2 separate regions of the Mus musculus genome follow, and region 2 is linked to region 1. A link is a contact called in public promoter capture Hi-C data. All regions are on one chromosome and are shown on one strand. The core of a region is the stretch at or near the end of the contact, and the rest is flanking DNA. Distances in the headings are between cores, read along the strand shown. Region 1 holds the start of Psmc6 (proteasome (prosome, macropain) 26S subunit, ATPase, 6). Region 2 holds the start of Peli2 (pellino 2).

Evidence for each region. Promoter capture Hi-C pulls out the DNA fragments that hold promoters and counts their contacts.
Region 2: a contact with region 1 is called in a promoter capture Hi-C map of liver, with 4 times the contacts expected there. The contact joins the promoter of Peli2 here to the promoter of Psmc6 in region 1. A contact is called at or near these places in 2 of 39 promoter capture datasets (both in liver).

Annotation. Positions count from the first base shown.
Region 1 is chr14:45,328,276-45,331,942 of GRCm38.p6, forward strand. Psmc6 (proteasome (prosome, macropain) 26S subunit, ATPase, 6) reads left to right here and starts at 1,549. Exons shown (of 14, transcript NM_025959.3): 1 at 1,549-1,657; 2 at 2,555-2,634; 3 at 2,712-2,751; 4 at 3,631-3,667. The coding sequence starts at 1,573.
Region 2 is chr14:48,118,823-48,122,396 of GRCm38.p6, forward strand. Peli2 (pellino 2) reads left to right here and starts at 2,047. Exons shown (of 6, transcript NM_033602.2): 1 at 2,047-2,411. The coding sequence starts at 2,335.

The DNA of each region.
Region 1 (3,667 bases), core at 299-2,798:
GACAAACTCTTTGCTACCTTAGAATCATGCACTTGCTGTTTAATCTCTTCAGAAGGCTCTCCACGTGGTGGCATAATGGGGCCCCTTCTGCTCTCAGACATGTTCAAAATTTATTCTCCTCCTTATCCCACAATATCCTTTTATTTCAATTGTAGCATTTACTACATTAAGGTATTTTTATGATTTATTATCATTTATGCATCTGTGCATGTGGACCTCATGCCAACTTTGAGTGGGTCCCATGAATCCAATTCAGGTCACCTGGCTTCCATGACAAGCGCGCCTTTGCCCACTGAACCATCTCTCTGGCCCCTATTCAAATCATTTCTAATTTCCTTATTACATGTTAGAATATTTTCTAATATTCTGATTACAAGCAGGTCAGTGCTTTATTGGGTAACTGAAAATTTCCTACTTATGCTCATGCAATTGATATCAAAAGGCTGCATCTTTGGGCTGGAAAGTGGTTTACTGGTTATGTGAGCTTCCGGCTCTTCCTAAAGATCTCTGTGTGTTTGTGGAGTGCATTCATTCAGTTTTAGGGTGCTGGGGGTTAATAAACTCAGGGCTTCTGTGTGCTAGGCAAATACTCTACCAAAGGTACACTCCCAGCCTGTCAATAATAATTTAAAAGAACACAGTCACTGAGCCTAGAGAGATAGCTCAAAGGGTATTCGTACTTGTTGCTCTTGGAGAGGATCTGGGTTCGGTTCCCAGTATCCACATAGAGGCTCACAACCGTCTATAATTCCAGTTTCAGGGGAATCATGTGGTTTTTTCTGACCTCCTCCAGCACCAGGCACACACGTGCTGCACACACATACATGCAGGCAAGATATTTATATGCATAAAATAAATAAGATTTTTTTTTTTAAATCATAGCTGCTTGTAACTCCAGAGCCAAGAAATCCGATGCCCTCTACTGGCTTCTGTGAGCACTTGCCCTCCTAAGGTATACACTAAGGCACACACATAAACACATAAATAAAAATAAATAATTTGGGAAAGAAAAAGGCTGAATTTGAAAATGTGACTCAGTTGGGAAAGCTCTTGCTTAGCATGCCGGAGACTCTGAATTCGATTTCCACACAGCACATACTGAATGTTCGAGTTTGCCTGTAATTCCACTAGGAAGCCGGTGGTGGGGGGGGGGAGGACCAGAGTTCAAGCCCAGCGCTGCAGAATGAGTGCTAAGGCAGTGTGGATTACAAGACACTGTCTCAAAAAAAAAAAAATCTTGTCATTTCCTCTTGCTTTTCAGTTTATTACAGATCCTTTGGCGTTCTAAGAAAGCAGTGACTTAATATTGAGCCAGCCAGTAGCTAAGTCAGGCATTGCTCACTCTGGCCTGCAGGGGACAGTGTGACCGGAGACGATCTTCTGCGCTTTCGAGGCTTTCTGCCGCTCTAGGTGACTGACTTCGGCGCCCGGAGCCAGAGGCGGGCCAGCCGGAAGGGGCGGAGCCAGTCACGGTCCCGCCCCAGGCCGCCTCTGCGCCCTCGCCCCGCCCCCTCCCCCGCCCGGGCTGCCATGGCCCTTCCCGGCATCCCCTATGAGCGACGGCTTCTCATCATGGCGGACCCTAGAGATAAGGCGCTTCAGGACTATCGCAAGAAGCTGCTAGAGCACAAGGAGATTGACGGCCGTCTTAAGGAGCGTGAGTGAGCCTTGACACACTCTCTAGTGCCTGGACCGGCTTCGGTCTCTGATAGAGCGGAGGCTTCGGCTGAGCCCGAAAACAGCGCCTGGCTTGGGAAGGCCCGAGTCCAGGGACGAGGCGCTTTGTCATCCCGCCCCGCGCTGGGGTGCAGCACCGCCTCGGCCGTGGGTATGGCCCCAGTCCCAGTCCGGTGGCATAGAGAACAGCCACAGTTCTGAGGTGGAAGAGGGGAAGATTAGAGGAGTGAGGTACAAGTGGGCTGGGGACATATTCCGGGTGCAGGAAGGCAGGCTTGGAGTCTCGGGACCCGGGGATGGGAGGACGCTTGAGTCAAAGAAGCTCCAGCCGGACGCGGGACTCACGGAGGCGGCTTGTACTTGGGGTAGAAGGGGGCTCAGTGGTTGTAATAGCCTTTCTCGTCTTCCCTCAGGCGTCATACTGAGTACCAAGTTTTCTGTATACCCTGAACATTCACGTTTTGAAAACCCTGCGTGATTTAATTAAATGAGAGAATACCGCAGCCTAGGATTCGGTGAAGAATTGCGTTGGTTGACTTAATTTAGTATGGACAACCAGAGTAAGCCAGGTGATCTTAGTGTAGCTATGGGAGGCTTGATTCACCTTATCGTTTAGTTTTGTAGCAAATCTGAAGGTGGCAGGATGTCACTATCGGTTAAAAATGTAACTTAAAAATATTTCCTACCAAGAAAATAGATATGATACTTTCTCTGTTACATTTCATTTTAAAACATGCCACCTATCCACTACAAACTGGAAAAAAAAATCTTATTTTGTGGTTTGAAACAGTAGGTTTGAAACCTAAGGTAAAAGAGACCTAAGTAAAAAATTTTATGCAGTTGTTTAATTTAAAATGTCAAAATTTTATTATTTCAGTAAGGGAACAATTAAAAGAACTTACCAAGCAGTATGAAAAGTCTGAAAATGATTTGAAGGCACTACAAAGTGTTGGACAGGTAGGTGATAAAGTTTGAAAGTATGTTGCCATTTCTAAGCTATTGGCAAAAGGTAATGCCCCTTTTTTCTTTTCCAGATTGTAGGTGAAGTGCTAAAACAGTTAACAGAAGAAAAATGTAAGTGGATTAACTTACTAATTATTAAAAAATAAAAAGCCCCAGTTCTTTGCCAGCTTTTGAAATGCCCATTTTATTTTGATTTTTGAGGCCAGGTACTTCTATGTAGCTCTGGATGCAGCTTCCTATGTAGACTAGACTGGCCTTGAACTCACAAGCCTTTTGCTTTCCAGTGCTGGAATTTTAGGCATGTGTGACATTATGGAAGGCTGTTTTAATTCATTCATATATATACATATACACATACATATATACATATATATGTGTGTGTGTGTGTGTGTGTATATACATACATACACACACACACTCTAAAGATGTATTGTTCTTTGTAAGTACACTTAGCTGTCTTCAGACAGCGAACAGAGGAACAGAGAAGGGAGTCAGATCTCATTACAGATGGTTGTGAGCCACCATGTGGGTTCTGGGATTTGAACTCAAGACCTTCAGGAAGAGCAGTCAGTGCTCTTAACCGCTGAGCCATCTCTCCAGCCCTTCTAATTCTTAATTCATCTATTTATGTATGTGTGTCTGTCTCTATGTCTGTGTCCCCTGCACTCATGTGTATATGTGTATGCATGTGTGTGTGCATGCATCAAAGGACTACTGTGGGAGTTGCTTTTCTGCTTCTGCCATGTAAGATGGGACCCAGAGATTGGCCTGAGTAAGATCAATGAGCTTGGGAGTAAGTGCCTTTATTTAATAACCCATCAGGATAGCCATGAAGTGCCTAGTATTCTAATGACAACAATACAAGGAGTTGGTCTTTGTTTACATAAGCTAAATTTTGTATTTACTGTTCTTAGTGGTCAGACATAAAACTACACTCACCATAGATGTAGATGTATTTGTTTTCTAACTTTGTTTTTCAATTTGTTCTAGTCATCGTTAAAGCAACAAATGGACCAAGATACGTTGT
Region 2 (3,574 bases), core at 797-3,296, 2.8 Mb after region 1:
TCCTATGCATGCATTCCTGTAGGCCCTCAACAGACTGATTTCCCAGTCTGCCGGGTTGCAAGGCTAACAGTGATTGACAGAAACGATACACTTACAAGTCCTGAGCTGCCTAAGATCAAAGCCTCCACAGATATAAAAACTCAGAGAAAGCAGAACTACCTGTAAGTAACTTTCATAAAGACAAACTCGATTAAACACCATCAACATGCCCAAGGCATGCTGGGAGAGAAGAGAAAGAAGCGCCCCCACCCCCCTCGCAGGTGGAGGGCAGAGGTGTCTGGACCAGCTGACCAGCAATGGAGTGTCTCTGCCAAAGCCTGGGACAGCTTATGGGAAGCACCCAGTCTAGTGTTTGGAACTTAGAAGGAGGTTAATAAATATTTGTTTCCATCCCCCTAACAGCAGATGCAGAGCGCAGCAAGGAAGAAATGGAGCCAGAACAGTGTAATGCAAGCACAAAAGCACAGCATGCCAGGAGAGAAGGGGGTAATTGTAGCCTAGAGATCAGTAGCAGCAATAGAGCAGACTGGGGGAAGTTCGCATGCCAGAGCGAGGTACTATAATTAAGGGAGATGGGTAACTGTGACGGGATTCAAAGGGTTGTTGACAGTCGCATAGTGGATATAGTAAGTGGGACTAGGGAGTAAGGAAAACTACACTCCGTCATACAGAAATCTACCAACACCATATGAAGAGAAAGAGCTCAACTCTCTAAAAAAGGGCTGCTGGTTAAACCTTTACATTTTCATAACAGAGAAAAGTACAGAGGATTTGTACAATAAGCCGGATAGCTAGTTGTCTTTAGTCTAAGAATAGACTTTCTGTAATTAGCGGAAATAAGGTAATCGTCTAATAAAGTTTATTTTTGGCTCATCAATAGTGTGGCTTTTGTTATTCTGGAGTAATTTATCTCCAAAGCCTCAATTAAAAGAAGAAAAGCCAGTTACTAACTGAAGTAAAATTACAGAAAGCATCATGTCACTACAGTAATAGCCTGTCAGAGAGCGATACATGCACGGCGCTGAGCAGTAGAATGGAAGGTTACTCATGCAATTATTTCTTTTTTAACTCCTTACTTAGAGTCATAGCCTAAACGTGTGTGTATGTGTGTGTGTGTGTGTGTGTGTGTGTGTGTGTGTGTGCGCGCGCGCGCGCGCGCGGGCACACACACACACACACTCTCGATGTTTATACATTGGGTAGCTTTTGCAGTATTTATTTCTTTAAATATTTAACAGTCTGGAAAGGCAGTGACAGGCAATAATATGTAGCGTCTCTAGCATGTTGCAAGGGCTTAATAAATGCTAGAATAATAAATTCCTCTATGATGAAAAACAGCAGTCAGTAAAACTATCACAGCCTACAATATTTTAAAGACACAGCACCATAAGAAAGCATAAAATACAAACAGTGCCTTGATTAATCCATGGAAATAAAGGAACATTTGTCTTCATTTAAAAAAAAAAAATCCACCTAGGTAATTTCCTTTTAAATTCCCCAGGGGGTTGAAAGAAGGGACAGAGATGTGAATAAGGGATTAAAAGTAACTTTTAACTTTTCTTTTTCCCCTTTCCCTCTCCTCCCTCCATCTCTCTCTCTCTTTTCTCACCCCCCCCCCACGTTCTTTCTCCTTTCTCTTGATACATGAAATGGTGGGGAGCCCTTCAATTAGCGCCCCCCCCATGGGCAGATTCTTTCTCTTTTTAAGCCCCCCTCTCAAGGGCTTGGCTTTGAAAGCAGACACCCCCAGATCAGTGCGCTCAGCATGGTGAGCTCGGAGGTGGGGGGTGGGCAGTATGCTTGGCTTTCACGCAAGCGGGGTCCGGATCCCCGGGCTGAGGACGAAGACCCCCACGCTCCAACTTTTCGGAGGAAGAGAGGAGAAAAACAGAGCTGCCCCTTTAAGGGCTTGCCTTCCCCTTTACTCTATGTTTACATAACACGGGGCGCTCGCGGGCCGCGGGGGCTGGCGGGCGGGCGGGCGGGGGCCGCGGGAGCGCGGAGACGCGGGCGGCGGCGCGGCCGTCCCACCTGCCCAGCCCGCTCAGCCCCCCGGCGGCGCGCGCTCCTCCTCCCGCGGGGCTCTGGTCGCCGCTCGCTTTCCGTGCCGGGTCCCGCTCGTAGCGGCCAACGTACGGATAGCTCCGGGGAAGCCGGCGGGCGACGCGCACAGCCACGACGGAGCAGCCGCGGGACTGGCCGCCCAGCGCCCCGTTCGCCGCCGTGCCGTTCCCCGGCGCGCTCACCCCGTTTTCGGGATGGGAGTGTAGTGGCGGCGCGGACTCGGCGGGGATCGCGGCGGAGGCGGCAGCGGCGGCGGCCGAGCGCGGCTCCATGTTTTCCCCGGGCCAGGAGGAACCCAGCGCCCCCAACAAGGAGCCGGTGAAATACGGGGAGCTGGTGGTCCTGGGGTGAGTTGGGGACGCGGGCGGCGGGGCGTCGCGGAGGGAGAGGGATGCGCTCCTGAGGGCCCGGGTCCCCGGGGTGCTCGTTGCCGCGGCCCGGAGGGCGCTCCTGCACCACGCGGGGTCGCTCGGTGAAGCCCGGAGCCAGTGGCTACTGGGGACTTCTCTTTCCCGACGACCGCGAACGCGGAGCCCTGTCTCCGAGCCCAGAGCCCAGTCCGCGGGGGTTACGCATTGTTCCAGTCTGTGACCCGGGCCGCTGGTTGGCCTCCGCTTTTTGCGCCGGGAGTGAGCTCGGCCGAGGGCCTGGACCGGGTCCTGGTTTTCCCGGGTCCTCTCAACAACGGTTCCCGGATCTCCCGGGTTTCCATTCTCGAGTCTCCGCACCCCTTGATCTCCTTACCCCTCGGGCTCCTGCACCCCTCGGGCCCCGGCCTTGCCGATGCCCTGCCAGCGGCGGGGAGCTCGCCACCCTGCCCTCCTCGGCTCCCACTCCGCTGGTGAAAATCACATTTTGAAGATAGTAATTATCTACAATCGTTAAAACGGCAGCAATTAGAGACTTCATCTACTTCCTGAGTTTCCGTGTGACATTTTCTATTGTTTACCCTTAATAAACCAGGAGGGAGGCTTCGCAGGATTAAAGCAGGGTAAAGTGGGCAATGAAAAGGGTGTGGGTGGGGGGAGGTGGAAAGTGCAGGAAACTCTTGGAGCTGGAGCAACTTGGGTAGTGCTGCAGGGAAAGGATTGGTTTCCCTTTGGATGTGCCGCTCCAGGGAACCCGCGCTTTTGTCCTCTGTTGAAAGATCTGTATTCAGACCCACGCGGGTGTTGATGGGTGGGCTTAGAGGCACGCGAGGAAGCCCCCCTCCTCACCCCTAAGCAGAGGCTCTGGGAACTTTGAGAAACGTGTTTTGATTACTACCTTGAAGTAAGTGCCGACTTAATTTTTTTTTAAAGACTCATCTAAAGTTTCCTAGCCTTCAGTTTGTTGCAAGCCTTTCTGTGTGTGTGTGTGGGGGGGGGAAGGTAGTACTGGAAAGATCACTGCTTATTTGGAAGCTCAGCAGATGAGCGCCTTCCGCACCTGCATGGGAATTGCATGCACTTAAGAGACAGATGTCAGAGTTCGCTGGGAAGAGGAGGGGTGGGGAGGTGGGTGGGGGGAA